Linked DNA regions of Bos taurus: region 2 is linked to region 1. A link is a contact called in public Hi-C data. All regions are on one chromosome and are shown on one strand. The core of a region is the stretch at or near the end of the contact, and the rest is flanking DNA. Distances in the headings are between cores, read along the strand shown. Region 1 overlaps CTNNBIP1 (catenin beta interacting protein 1). Region 2 has its middle 47 kb from the start of TMEM201.

Evidence for each region. Hi-C and Micro-C count contacts between places; a contact is called where the count stands out from the background.
Region 2: a contact with region 1 is called in a Hi-C map of skeletal muscle, with 4 times the contacts expected there. The contact joins two enhancer-like sites. A contact is called at or near these places in 3 of 11 Hi-C or Micro-C datasets (liver, skeletal muscle and an unstated tissue).

Annotation. Positions count from the first base shown.
Region 1 is chr16:43,670,061-43,677,002 of ARS-UCD2.0, reverse strand. CTNNBIP1 (catenin beta interacting protein 1) reads right to left here. Exons shown (of 4, transcript NM_001037142.1): 4 at 1,863-2,203. The coding sequence ends at 2,145. Among named protein-coding and RNA genes, the nearest start is that of CTNNBIP1, 17 kb to the right of the region's middle. Within about 2 kb of position 3,617, at least 28 of the 102 cell types and tissues checked have an H3K27ac peak or open chromatin away from gene starts, as enhancers often do. A contact at or near this core is called in skeletal muscle, where this site is marked.
Region 2 is chr16:43,861,417-43,868,263 of ARS-UCD2.0, reverse strand. No RefSeq gene overlaps it. Among named protein-coding and RNA genes, the nearest start is that of TMEM201, 47 kb to the left of the region's middle. Within about 2 kb of position 1,868, at least 11 of the 102 cell types and tissues checked have an H3K27ac peak or open chromatin away from gene starts, as enhancers often do. A contact at or near this core is called in skeletal muscle, where this site is marked.

The DNA.
Region 1 (6,942 bases), core at 2,368-4,867:
CTGGTGACAGATGTTACAACCCTGGGTGGTGGTGGGGTGACTGAACAAAAACTCACCTTTCCCCAGGTGGTCAGCTGGAGCTGCAGGCCACAGAGCTGGGAGTGAGAGAGAGTGTGTGTGTGTGAGTCTGTGTGTGTAAACTCACACACATGTGCGTCCACACACTGCCCCTCCTGAAAGAAGATGTTCTTGGACCCCGGTCCGGGTCCCCACAGTCCTTGTCCCCTGGGGATCAATCGACTTTCCAGGCTAATCAGCTGGCCAGTGCCGGGGGCCTGTGTGTGCAGGAGGACGTGGGTGTCTAGGTCGTGACACTTGAGTCTTCCTCTGGGGCGAGGCTCAGAGGAAGCTCAGAGTGCAGCATGAATAGCCATGGGGCTCCCCAGCTTGGGCCCTAGACATGCAAGCGTTCGGTTCCCATGCTCCATGACCACCCTGAGAAGGGGAAATTTGGCTCTGAGTGTCTTCTCCTGGCTCTGGGTTCTTGGGGCAAGAAGCAGGCCTCAGCTGTCTATGCCCTCCAGGGGTGGGGGTGTGGGGGGCATGGGTGGAGACTTCCCCTCCCCAGGCCCGCATCCTTCTCAATTCCTCACCCACATTCCCCTCCAGTGAGAGATGCAGGAAGCAGGACGGCCGCCTTCAGGGGAGGAGGAGGGCAGCTGGGAAGACCTGGGGTTCCTGCAGCCCTTCAAAGACCTTTCAGTGCTCTGTAGTGTGTTTCTGGGGGCCGGCGTGGAGGGCCAGCCTGGTGGGACTTGTTCAGTGAAGGCCCAGCAGACTGTCCCAGCAAGCACTTTATAAACAATGACACTGTCCCCTGTCCCTTCCAAGCTGCCATGTGGGAGAGTCTTCTGAAGTGAAGGGTGCAGCCTCAGATGAGAGGCCTCTGGGGGCTGATCAGGACCCACTGGCAGCACACACTGAGGGAGGAGCCTGGGGGCGAAGGTGGTGGTGGTGGAGTGGTTGGAGCCAAAGGCCTCCTGGGCCTTGTAAGCCAACCTGAGACCTTGGTGTGGGTTCTGGGTTCCCGGGCAGAGACCTCTGCTACGTTTTGAGTCTTAGAGCTGAGAGCAGCTCCTGCCCGATGAGATCTCAGGAAGTTGGCTACAGAGGGAATGATGACTGAAGAAGGGAAAGAGGCACCCTGCCCAGAGGGCAGGCTGGAGAGGCCCGGACGGTGCAAGTGAGCAATTCCATTCTCACCGAGGGAGGCTGGCTGGTTGCCAACTTGCAGAAGTGATCCTGGTGAATGGTCTCCTCTAGGCTCTGGGCTGCTCATTCAGGACAACCTTGGGGGCTCTGTTTTCCAGCTGTGGATCCTGCTTGGGGTCCTGAGCGGGGAGGTCCCCTTGCTGATGAAGCCAGGTGTGCTCATTAATGCAAATGCACTCTCCAGGTGGACCTCCCCCACCACCCCACTGGAGAGGGCCTACCCACCACAAGTCGGGTGGGTGGCCCATGGTGACAGAAGTCACGGGTGAGCCAATGGAAAACGAAACACGTCTAAACCAGTGGAAGGCAAACACAAAACACGTGAAAACAGCAGCAGGCTCTTTGTGTAATAAATATTGCAAAGCGCACTTGGTTTCTTTCTTTCTTTTTTTCAAGTCAAATATAACAACCAATGTCCCAAACCCTGTTTTCGACATTCAAAAGAGGAGCTGTTGTGATCAGCATAATACCTGCAGCCAATCAAAGAAAAAAAAAGGTTCCCATTAGCCAGCCAATCAAATCCTTTTCCAGTTTAAGCCGCCAATCGGACCTCCTCATGTTCCTAAAGAGTGACCCAAATAAAGCACCAGAGCTCGGAGAGCTTCCTGGGAAGCCATACACCCGAGGCGCAAATTTTTTTTTCTTTTTTTAAAATAAGAGTCAGAAAATAAAAATAAAAAGGTTTCCATTGGTCAAGATTTAAAAATAAAAAGGTTTCTTCCTGCAGCCAATCTTGAGTCCGTCCCTTTAAGCCAATCGTGACCGCACCACTGGTGTCTCCCCCGAGGATGCTGAGTGGCCGTGGGGCGGGGCAGAGTGGGGTGGGGTGGGGGGCTAGGGGGAGGGGAGATGACCCTCTGCCACTCAGCGGTGAGGTCCACACAGATCCCCTGGCCTTGGCCAGCTTCCAGGGTGTTCCACGGGGGTTGAAGCTACTGCCTCCGGTCCTCCGTCTCCGACCTGGAAAACGCCATCACTACGTCCTCCGCACCTGCAGACCATAGGGAGAGAACCGCTGCTGGATCTGGCACTGGGCTGCGGCCCCCATGCGGTGTCAGTCCTCGAAGGAGGGGTGCTTTCTAAGAACAAAGTGCTTCTTGGGAAACCCACTACCCCTCCTGAGCCTCCCCTACAGCCTGGCCAGGATTCGCCAGCAACCCAGCTGCAGGGCCTCTTGCGGCAGGTTGCCAGGGTGAAGCTCAGAGGCTCACTCTAGGCTATACCTCCAAGAGCCGGGAGCAGGACAAGAACCCAGGCTGCTGTCCTGAGCAGGGCTCTCTCTGCCGGTGACCCTTGGTCCAAGGTCACCAAAGCCAGGGGCCCTTGGGAAACGCCCTCTTCCTTCTTAAGACTCTCGTCTCCATCCCTTTGGAGGATCTCCCTCCTGATTTCTAGCAGTCATTTCTTTGTCCAAACCCCATCACCTACTCAGAGGAGCACAGCCAGGCCCACTTCCAGCCCGGCTCCTACAGAGACAGATAATGGCCATAATCTTTCTGTTGCTATTTTTCATGGTAGATTTGAGGATTCTGGTCCAGGGTCTCATGAAACCACTTCCTTTGTCTTGTTTTCCCTGAGACAGGCTCTGACTTGTAGCCAGAAAAGGCAGGAGGGAGGAGGGGGAGTCTGGAATGCAGACCTGCCTCCCCCGGAGCTGCTGGGAAGAAGGCTGAGCACAGGCCCTGTGGGGCAGGTGAGGTCACCTGCAGGTCCCGCTCTGCCTCCCCTGCCTGGGTCCTGCCACGTCTCACCCCTTTTTTCTAAACCTAGGTTCTTGGTCATGCCCTGAACATTAAAGAGCAGTCAGTTTTGTTCGGCTGGAGGAATTCTCCCTGGGAGGGAAGGGTTGGAACAGCAACACAGTGGGTGTGGGGCCACTGAGCGGGAGGTAGTGGGGTGGGTGGGGGGAGCGATGCCTGGTGGAGCTGCTGGCATGGGAAACCGGAGAGAGGGCAGGACTCCACCACCGCCTGCCCCCCAGGGCATGGCGTGGGCCAGCTCCTTCCACGCCACAGGGAGTTGCCACTTCCCAAGGCAGCTTCTTCGTGCCTCCTTCCTAACTGTCCTGCCGGGAGGAGCAGAGGAGGTGCCCAGCGCTGGTGCTGCAGGAGGAGGGCCCCTCCAGAAGGATGTCACATGACAGACAAGTGCCTGCAGTTTGGCACCAGAGCACCAAGGTGCCACTGCCAAGGGGAGTCACCCTGCCGCACAACCCCACCTGACTTGACGGTCTGCTGCTACCAGCACAACCTCTATTCCCGCCAAGGGGAACAAGCTTCTAGAAAGAAGCTTGGGTCATCCAACTTCTCCGGGCTCCTATGCTTGGGAAGCCCTAGCAATCCTTCCCCTGTCTTCTTGAGAACATTCTGTACTCGCCTCGCTCCTCGGACCACGCAGTATCACTGCGGGCAGAATTTTCCTAGCAACCACAGGATCCAAGATTACATCATACCCTGCATGGCAGCTGAGCCGGTTACCTAACAGATGCTGGCTTTTCCCGAGTGCCGACTCTCCAGCTCGCTAAGCAGGAGGGGCTGGAGGGAGACCGTGAAAGGGGAGTTGTCAGCAAAGAGGCAATGCACAGTGGCAGCCCACTCACTGCTTTCCTGGCCTGTCCCGTGGGCTTGCTTGCAGGGACCTTGGGCCTCTGTGCTGAGCTGCAGGCACAAAAATAGCACCGGCCACCCTAGTAGGGAAGAGTGAGTCTGCAGAGGGAATGGCCATCGGTTCCTTGGAGGAGCCCAGACGCAGGGGCTGCAGGATGAGTGTACCTGGGCTGCACTCTAAGAGGTGGAGAAAGAAGTCACCTCCTCAAGGTCACTGAGGGACTCCAGCAACTCCCTAACAAGACCTCTGCGCCAGGGCTGCTCCGCCAGCTGGTCAGCCCATCCCTGGCTGGGGCGGAGAGGGCTGGGGACCTGCGGCTCCTGTTTATAGGGCCTCCCACTCTGCTGCTGGAGCCAGTGCATGAAGGGCCCACAGAGCCACTGCCCACCCCGGCTCTGTTCTGTTCCTAAAGGACTCACTGTTTTCCAGGGCTCACCACCAGGGATCTACTTTCCTTTGGGGACCCAGAGCGAGACAGGCTCTTCCAGAGCCTCCTCTGACCTTTCTTACACTGGTTGGCCTGGCATTTGTCACTCAACAAGGGCCTGACCCTGCGGGCTGTGAGGCGAGGATACGGCCCTTCCCCTTCCTCCAAGGAATTGGGGCCGATCACCCAGTGGAGAGTGAGCTGCTTAGTTCATTTTTATGATTCAAGTTCTTAGAACTTTAGAGCCAGGAGGGATCTCCAAAGTTGACCCTCATGAGCCCTCCTTCTCCTTTGAGGCCAGAATGTGGGGCCTTCCTTAGAGGATCTGTCTGTCCTGGAAATGCAGGGCTCACAACAGGAAGATACTAGAGAAGCCAGCAGGCCCAGCTCACTGCCTCTGGGCCATCAGCTAGGTTTACCATCTCATTTTATAGACGAGGCTGGTACACCCCATTGGTACTTTTTGCTGACCCTGTCTGGACGTGGGCTCAGAGCTTCTATTTGTCCTTTCCCACCAGATGCAGTGTGTAAAGGAGGGGAGAAGCTGATCGGTCTCTCCTGTTCCACCATACTCTCTGACCCATTAAAAGATAAAGCCAAAACCAGATGAAGACATCCCAAGGTAAGAGAACTACAGACCAGTATCTCTTATGAATACACATATTCATAACACCTATGGTATGCAAGAACACTCACAAAATACTAGCAAGCAACATATAAAAAGGATTATATACTCTGACCAAGTGACATTTATCCCAGGAATGCAAGGTTGGTTTAATACCCCAATATCACTTAATGTAATAACTCCTATCAATAGAAAAAAGAACAAAAACTATATAATCATTCGAATAGACACAGAAAACACATCTGACAAAATTCAACACCGTTTCATGATAAAAAAAACACCCAACACACTAGGAATAAAAGGGAACTTCTTCAACCAGATAAAGGGCATCTACTAAAAACCCATAGCTCTTATCATACTTAATGGTGAAAGATTGAAAGCTCTCCCCTTTCAAGATTAGGAACAAGTAGACAAAATCCATGCTTACTACTTCTATTCAATACTACGTTTAAGATTCTATCCAGGGCAATTTGACAAGAAAAAGAAATAAAAGGCATCCAAATTGCAAAGAAAGAAGTAAAACTGTATTTGCAGAGGATATGGATCTCACATATAGGAAATCCTAAGGAATCCACTGAAAGACTACTAGAACTAATAAATAAGTTAAAGTTGCAGGATATAAGGTCAGTATACCAAAAATCATTTGTATTTCTATAAACTAGGGATGAATAATCTGAAAATGAAATTAAGAAAATAATTTCATTTACAGTAGCAGCAAAAATAATAAAATCCTTAGGAATAAATTTAACAAATGGAGTACAAAATTTGAACTCTAAAAAGAACAAAACACCAATGTCTAAAACATTGCTAAGGACTTCTCTGGTGGTACAGTGGATAAGAATCTGCCTGCCAATGCAGGGAACATGGGTTCGATCCCTGGTCTGGGAAGATCCCACATGCTTTGGAGCAACTATGCCTGTGCACCTCTACTACCAAGCTCCAGAGCCTGAGAAGTGCAACTACTGAGCCCAAGTGCTGCAACTACTCAAGGCTGCATGCCCAGGGCCCGTGCTCTCCAACAAGAGAAGCCACTGCTCATCAAAACTAGAGAGAGCTTGCACACAGCAACCAAGACCCAGTGCAACCAAAAATAAATTAAAAAAAAAAAACATTGCTGGACGAAATTCAACACAATTTCTATCAAACCCCAGCTGCCTTTCTTGCAGAAACTGGCAACCTACTCCTAAAATTCATATGGGAATGCAAAGCATCCAGAATAGCCAAAATAATCTTGAGAAAAAAGAACAAGGTTGGACCCACACTTTTGAATTTTAAAACTTACTACAAAGCTACAGTAAACAAGTCTGGGTAGAACTGGAACAGATCAAGGGAACAGAATTGAGAATCCAGAAATAAACCCTTCCATAAACCACTAATTAAATTTTGTCAATTAAATTTTGACAAAGGTGCCAAGGGTTCAATTTGAAAGAATTGAACAAATGGTGCTGAGACAATTGGATATGCTGCTGCTGCTAAGTCGCTTCAGTCGTGTCCGACTCTGTGCGACCCCATAGGTGGCAGCCCAACAGGCTCCCCCATTTCTGAGATTCTCTAGGCAAGAACACTGGAGTGGGTTGCCATTTCCTTCTCCAATGCAGGAAAGTGAAAAGTGAAAGTGAAGTAGCTCAGTTGTGTCTGACTCTTAGCGACCCCACGGACTGCAGCCTAGCAGGCTCCTCCATCCATGGGATTTTCCAGGCAAGAGTACTGGAGTGGGGTGCCATTGCCTTCTCCGGACAATTGGATATACTTACATGTAAAAGATGAAGCTGAACCCTTGTCTTGTGCCATACACAAAAATTAACTTAAAATGGAGCAGTGACCTAAATATTCTAAGGGCTGATGTATAAAAACTCTTAGAAGAAAACAGGAGTAAATCTTCATAGTCTTGGGTTAGGAAATGGTTTCTTAGATAAGACACTCAAGGCACCATTAACAAAAGAAAAAAAATATATATATAAGTTGGGCTTTATCAAGGTTAAAACCTTTTATGCTTCAAAAAATACTATTAAAAAAAGTAAAGACAACCTACAGAATGAGAGAAAATATTTGCAAATCTGGTAAGGGATTC
Region 2 (6,847 bases), core at 619-3,118, 190 kb before region 1:
CAGATTGTCTCCTCACCCCCACCTCCGCCAACGACGCCTGGGCTGGGGCTGCCCCTCACCATTTTCCTGTAAGGCCGCGGGTGGCAGGGGGCTGCCACAGTCTCCGCTGGGGTAGAGCTTCTGCAGCCGAGCTCTCCGGCTCCACTTCCTGTTTTTCTCCCCAACGAATTTTGCACCATTGCTCTTTCATCAGGCCGTGCTGGGGGGTGGTGGGTGAAGGCGGAGGCCTGCTGGGAAGGCGAACTGGGGAAGCAGGAAAGAGGAGTGTACTGTGTGCCGTGTGCCCTGCCTCCCAGCTGCGAGATCTGGACTCTGTGGGCTCCAACTAGCCTGCTAGGGGCTGGGAGGCTGGTTGAGGGGGAGGCTAGGAGGCTGCCTGATAAAAGGAGGAGGGGGTAATATGTTCTCACTCTCAATCAGGAAGCAGCGTTCCTATGCTTGGGGCAGGCCTGAGGGATGGACTGATCCAGACTGCAGCCACACCTCTGCTGATACGAGGGGCGGAGGGGCCACTCCGAAAGGTGGCCCAGCCTCCCTGCCTCCCTGATGTTCTCTGAACATCAGGTTTCAGTGTCACTGGGTTTGACGACCCTGCTGGGAAGAAATGAAAGGGCTGTTTCCACACTGGCGGAGACCAGGAGGACCTCTGTCCTTGTTCTCCCTTGCCCGCAGGCCCCTGACCATTTTCCTGGGCAAAGCCTGACTTGTCCAGCCATGACTGTGTCATTCATTCATTCAGCATTTCTACAGACTCACTTGCTTGACACGGAGTTCGCAGCCAGGGAGTCAGGCCACATCCGTACAAAGTCCCTGCTCCCAGGGAGCAGCTGAGTATGCAGGCGGTCACCCAAGTCTGCAGTGGGAATGGCATAGCCTGGAATAGACTGGGGGTTCCCTCTGAGTGAGGGAGCCAGCCAGGTAACACCTGTGCTGAATAGTCAAGCAAATAAAGTGGTGGGGAGGGACAGAAAGAGGAGTGGGGAAGGGCACTCCAGGCAGAAGGAAAAGCATGAGCAAAGGCCCAGAGTCAGAGAGCAAGCCTGGGGTATCCTGGAGCTTCAAGTCACAGTTCAGGGTGCCACGTGGAGGATGGCCCGCAACCCTGGGGGTCAGCTGGTTGACTCTGATTTTCTGATGACTTCCTTGCTCTTGATTGAAGGCAAAAGGAGAAGAGGGCAGCAGAGGATGTGATGGTTAGATAGCATCACCGACTCAATGAACATGAATCTGAGTAAATCTGGGAGATAGTGAAAGACAGGGATGTCCGGTGTGCTGCAGTCCATGGCGTCACAAAGAGTCAGACATGACTCAGCAACTGAACAACAATCTTGTTCTTGAACCTCAACCTCACCTGATACCCAGTATAGGTCACTTTCCCACCACACATAGGTTTCCGAGAATCAGAAATCAGCCCTGTCAGCTGAAGGAAGAACGAGGACTCCGTGGCAAGGGTATAGTGTGTACACATGGAACCCAGAGACACAGCCCAGCTTTGAGGTCCCAGAACCAAACACCCCTGGACACTCTCTCGGCACTGTTGGCTGGTCCCCACTGACCCACCTGCAGCACTGAATGAATCAGATGAATGAACGATACAATCACAGCTGGACAAGTCAGGCTTTACCCAAGAGAATGGTCAGGGGCCTGTGGGCAAGAGAGAGAAAGGACAGAGGTCCTGCTGGTTCCCAGTGTGGGGCCCTGGATCCCTTGCCCCAGATAGAACTGTTTTCAGGTCCCAAGCCCATCCTCCCAGAAAGGAGTTGACTATTCACTTTTGAATCAGCCCTCTAACCCAGAGGACTATGGCTAGTGGTCAGGCTCCTGTGCCAAGCTGCCTGTCCCCGTGACCACATGAGAGAGGGTGACCAGAAAAGGGGAACAGATGGACTGTCTGTCCTGCCCCGCCCCTACACCCTTTGCTGTTCTCCAGTGTCTTTCCCAAGGCATCTCCAGTTACACTTGCTTAACCTGACACCGCAACCTTAACCACAGATGCCTCACCCTTGTGCAGCAACCCAAATCTTTCAAACCACCGTGCCCTAGGCTTCGTCCCTAGCTGATCCCCACCCCGTCTGTGTTCTTCTTACTTTCTCTTTAATCTTTTGGCTAAGCCATACAGCATGTGGACTCTTAGTTTCCCCACCAGGGATCGAACCCGTGTCCCCTGCACTGGAAGCACAGAGTCTTAACCCCTGGACCACCAGGGAAGTCCCCCACCCCCTCTATTTCTGTTGAATCTCCTCTATGGTGGCTCCTCAGGATCCCCCTCAATCAATAGACTAAATGATTAATTTATTTTTTTTTAATTTAAATTTATTTATTTTAATTAGAGGCTAATTACTTTACAATATTATATTGGTTTTGCCATACATCAGCATGAATCCACCATGGGTGTACACGTGTTCCTAATCCTGAACCCCCCTCCCACCTCCCTCCCCATACCGTCCCTCTGGGTCATCCCAGTGCACCAGCCCCAATAAATGATCAATTTAACCTACCCTACCGTACTTGATCTAAAGAAGGCTGATTGCTGAAGAACTGGTGCTTTCAAACTGTGGTGCTGGAGAAGACTCTTGAGAGTCCCTTGGACAGCAAGAAGATCAAATCAGTCCATTCTAAAGGAAATGAACCCTGAATATTCATTGGAAGGACTGATGCTGAAGCTCCAGCACTTTGGCCACCTGATGCAAACAGCTGACTCATTGGAAAAGATCCTGATGCTGGGGAAGACTGAAGGCAGAAGGAGAAGGGGGCAGCAGAGGACGAGATGGTTGGATGGCATCACTGATTCAGTGGACACGAACTTGGGCAAACTCCGGGAGATGGTGAGGCTCAGAGAGGCCTGGCGTGCTGCAGTTCATGGGGTCACAAAGAGTCGGACATGACTTGGTTACTGAACAACAACTGTACTTGATCTACAGATCAAAAAAAGGCAGCACCGTACAGAGCACACAAAACAGCCTTCTAGATGAGCAGAGTGAATGAAGTTTTAGGAGCAAGCTATCATGTGGGGTTTGCTTGGCTGGTTAACTTCCTTGGCCCCCTTGTTGGCAAAGGTGGCTGCCCCAGGTTCTGTCCACTGGGAGGAGATCCCTTGTCTAGAGTTTTTCAGTCCTGACCTTGTGAGGTTCTTGGGAAGACTTTTTGTTTTCTTTCTTTCTTTTTTTCATTTTTGCCACACAATGCAGCATGTGGAATCTTAGTTCCCTGACCAGGGATTGAACCCTCAACTCTGGCATTGGAAACACAGAGTCTTAACCACTGGACCACCAGAGAAGGCTCTTTCTAGGAGGGGATGCATGGACATTCCAGTGGTTCAGTGGTTAAGATCTGTGCTTCCACTGCAGGGGGCATGGGTTCAATCCCTGGTCAGGGAGCTAAGATCCTGCGTGCTGCACAGAAAAAAAAAAGAAGAAGTAGAAAAGAAAATTAGAAAAGGATGCAGCTGCCCCATCAGGCGGCTTCTTGTTGGTACCAGTACTTGAGCCTAGGAATTGCCCAGAGTTTAAGACATCACAAGCCCCAACTTCCAGGCTTCAGGGTTTCCTGGAGTGTCAACCCTCATGAAACCTGAGGTGGTGGCCTGTCAATTTTATTGTGGGTCATGTCATCTACCAACATCCAATTCCATGAAATCCTCCTGTCCAGCTCAATGCTCGGCCTTAGGCTAGACTGTGCCCCAGGGCTGGGGTTTCTCAGCAACAAGCAGGGTGGCAAGCTTCTTCTTTCAACCTAAAGATGAGAAGGGGAATCATCATCTGACTTAGGATGGAAGGAAGATTTCTTTCTCTAAATATTCTTGTCAGCTTCCCTGGGGGCTCAGTGATTAAGAATCCACCTGCCAACGCAGGAGACAGAGTTTCAAGCCCTGGTATGGGAAGATCCCACATGCCGCAGAGCAACTAAGCCTCTGCACCACAGCTACTGAGCCCACGTGCCACAACTACTGAAGCCCGAGCGCCTAGAGCCTGTGCTCCACAAGGCTCACCGCAATGAGAAGCCTTCGCACCACAGCTGGAGAGCAGCTCCCACTCGCTGCAACTAGAGAAAAGCCTGAGCAGCAATGAAGACCCAGCACAGCCAAAAATAAATAAATAAATAAAATTTTAAAAAATAAATAAATATACTTGGAATGTTACCCATTCCTGCCCTCAGGTCACTTGGCAATGGGAGGCTTCAGAGGGACCAGACATTGAGGACTGTTCACTCCCAGGCCTTTCCCAGTTATCCCCATTCCAACTGCTGAGCTTGCAGACTGTTCTTCTTCTGTTAACATGCATGCGTGCCAACATGCGTGTTCGAAACAGGTGAGGCGGACACCGAGGCTGCAGCTCATAGCATGGGCATGGTTAGCGGACCCTGGATAGTCACCTGCTATAGGGAAAAAGGAATCTCCCTTAACGGAGCTCAATATTTGCCCCACTTTTTTCATGATCTTTAGAAGAATGGAACAGAACTGAACTCACCTTGTAGCACCTTCTAAAGATAGCTAGATGTAACAGACAGACTGATAGCCTGGACATTTTGCTACCAAGTTTCCTAAAGTTTCAGCCTTGATGAGCACAAGTTCTGGGCCTCATGAGACCATTGAAAATAATTGAACTGATCTATTACCACATAGCAAGACCTGCTGGTGTCCTCTCCCAGGACAGGGATTCCTCACTGCCCTTCATTCTGCTTCAAGTCATATAGTTTCAATATTTAATATGCTGTGACAAACCATAATGGAGAAGAATATGAAACAGAATGTATATATACAACTGAGTTACCTTGCTGTACAGAAGAAATTAACACCACAGTGTAAATCAACTATCCTTCTGTAACATTTTTGAAAGAGATACCTGGTTTCTTTGAAAAGCTGTTTCTTTCAACACCCTCCTTCTGATAGGAATGTCTGTTTTAACTGGGATTTATTAATGTTTGATTGTTTCAAATAACAGAACCCAACTCAAGAGAGTTTGTACTAGGTGAACTATTGGCCTTCCAAAATTCATGCCCACTGCAACCTCGAAATAGGACCTTAACCGGAAATAAGTTTTTACAGATCTAATGAGTCAAGACGAGGTTGTGCTGGATGAGTGTGTCTTTATAAGAAGAGGGAAATTCAGACAAAGGGACAGAGGCACAGGGAGAATGCCCTTTGGAGATGGGCAGAGATTTGGTTGATAAACACAAGAGAGAGGCATGGAGGAGATTCCCTCTCAGAACTTCTGGAGGGAACCCACCCTGCCAACACCTCAGTTTCAAACATCTAGCCTCCAGAATTGTGAAGGAACAAATTTCTGTTGTTTTGAACCATCCAGATTGCAGTCATTTATCACAGCAAGTCTGGGAAGTGGGTCCAGATTTTAAGCAGCATGTGAAAGGCAGGCTTAAGGATGTAGGGGGTTTTCAGAAGAACCCAAGGGCAAGGACACATCGGGACCTCAAAAAGATGAGAGCTGAAAAGTTGCCCAAATCTTCATTCTTGTTTGTGATCCTCACTTCCTCTCCATGCACCTGCTTTAGGGGTCGTCTCTCAATCTCTCTTGCTCAGCAGCCTCTCTGATTTCTTTAGTCTTTTTTTTTTTTTTTACACTTTTTTTCTGGCTGTGCTGCCTAGCACATGGGATCTTAGTTCCCCTACCAGGGATTGAACTTGAGTCCCCTGCATTGGAAGTGTGGATTCTTTTTTAAATATATTTATTTTCTTTTGGCTGTGTCAGACTGTGCCATCAGGGCTTCTCTCTAGTTGTGGCATGTGGGCTCAGTAGTTGAGCAGTGCTCAGGCTTAGTTGCCCTGCAGCATGTGGAGTCTTAGATCGCCAAACAGGGATCAAACTCAGGTACCCTGCATTGGGAGATGGAGTCTTGACCACTGGACCTCTGGGGAAGTCCCTTCAGTCTTTTTGATGGGCACAAGAGGTCCTACAGCTCCCCAGCTTACATGTCACAGCACCCAAGCTCCAGGAACCTGAAGAAACATTATTCCCCTGGTTCTAACTCCATATTCCCATCGAGATCACTGCTTGGCAAACGTGGCACCAGGTGACCACTCTTGGCCCCATCAACTCAGGCGGGCTCAAAGACAAGCACATCTGACCGAGACGGCAGTGTAGCCACAGGCATGCACTGGGGGGAGTGTGTCTAGAGAAAGGAGTTGAAGACAGTACCCACCCCGCCCCCCCGCCCCCCGCAAGAGCTCTGTGCTCTCACCAACTGATGCCTTGCTCGTTTGGAATTCCCACTGGCTGAGGATCTGCTATTCACTGACAGACCTCCCGGATGCCACCTGCATTCCCAAAGGAGTCCTTCTCCTGGCTTCTCATCCCTGTACAGGGTCACCCTGTTCTTGATTTGCAGATGCTTGACCATCTTGACCAAGACACTTGATACTCGACACTTGGCTGCAGTACACTATGACTGAAGCCCAGGCAGGACGGAAAGATGGCTCATGTAATGTACTGATGTAAAGAGGGGTTAGAGAGGTTGGCTCTAACTTGGGGAGTGGAAATAACGTTTTACATTTTTTGCATTTTTATTACACATTTGGCAAAGTGTGACTAGAAAATGAAATGGAAAGAAAAACATCTGTCACCTTCCTCCCACACAGCTTTCACTGTCCTAAGCCACCTCCTACTACACGCGTGTGTGTGTGTAGGGCACTTATGTAGTGATACCCAGCACAGAGGCAATTCTTTCTGCATGGAGCCCTTGTCTCTTGATGACGGGATCACTTCCTGTGATGCTACAGGTCTTCACAATCACTATTTTCAATTGCTGCATACTATTCCATTCTATGGATGGACCATGCCTCCCTCTGGACAGTTCTGGCTAGGGGAAGACCCTCCATGATGCAAGGTGACAT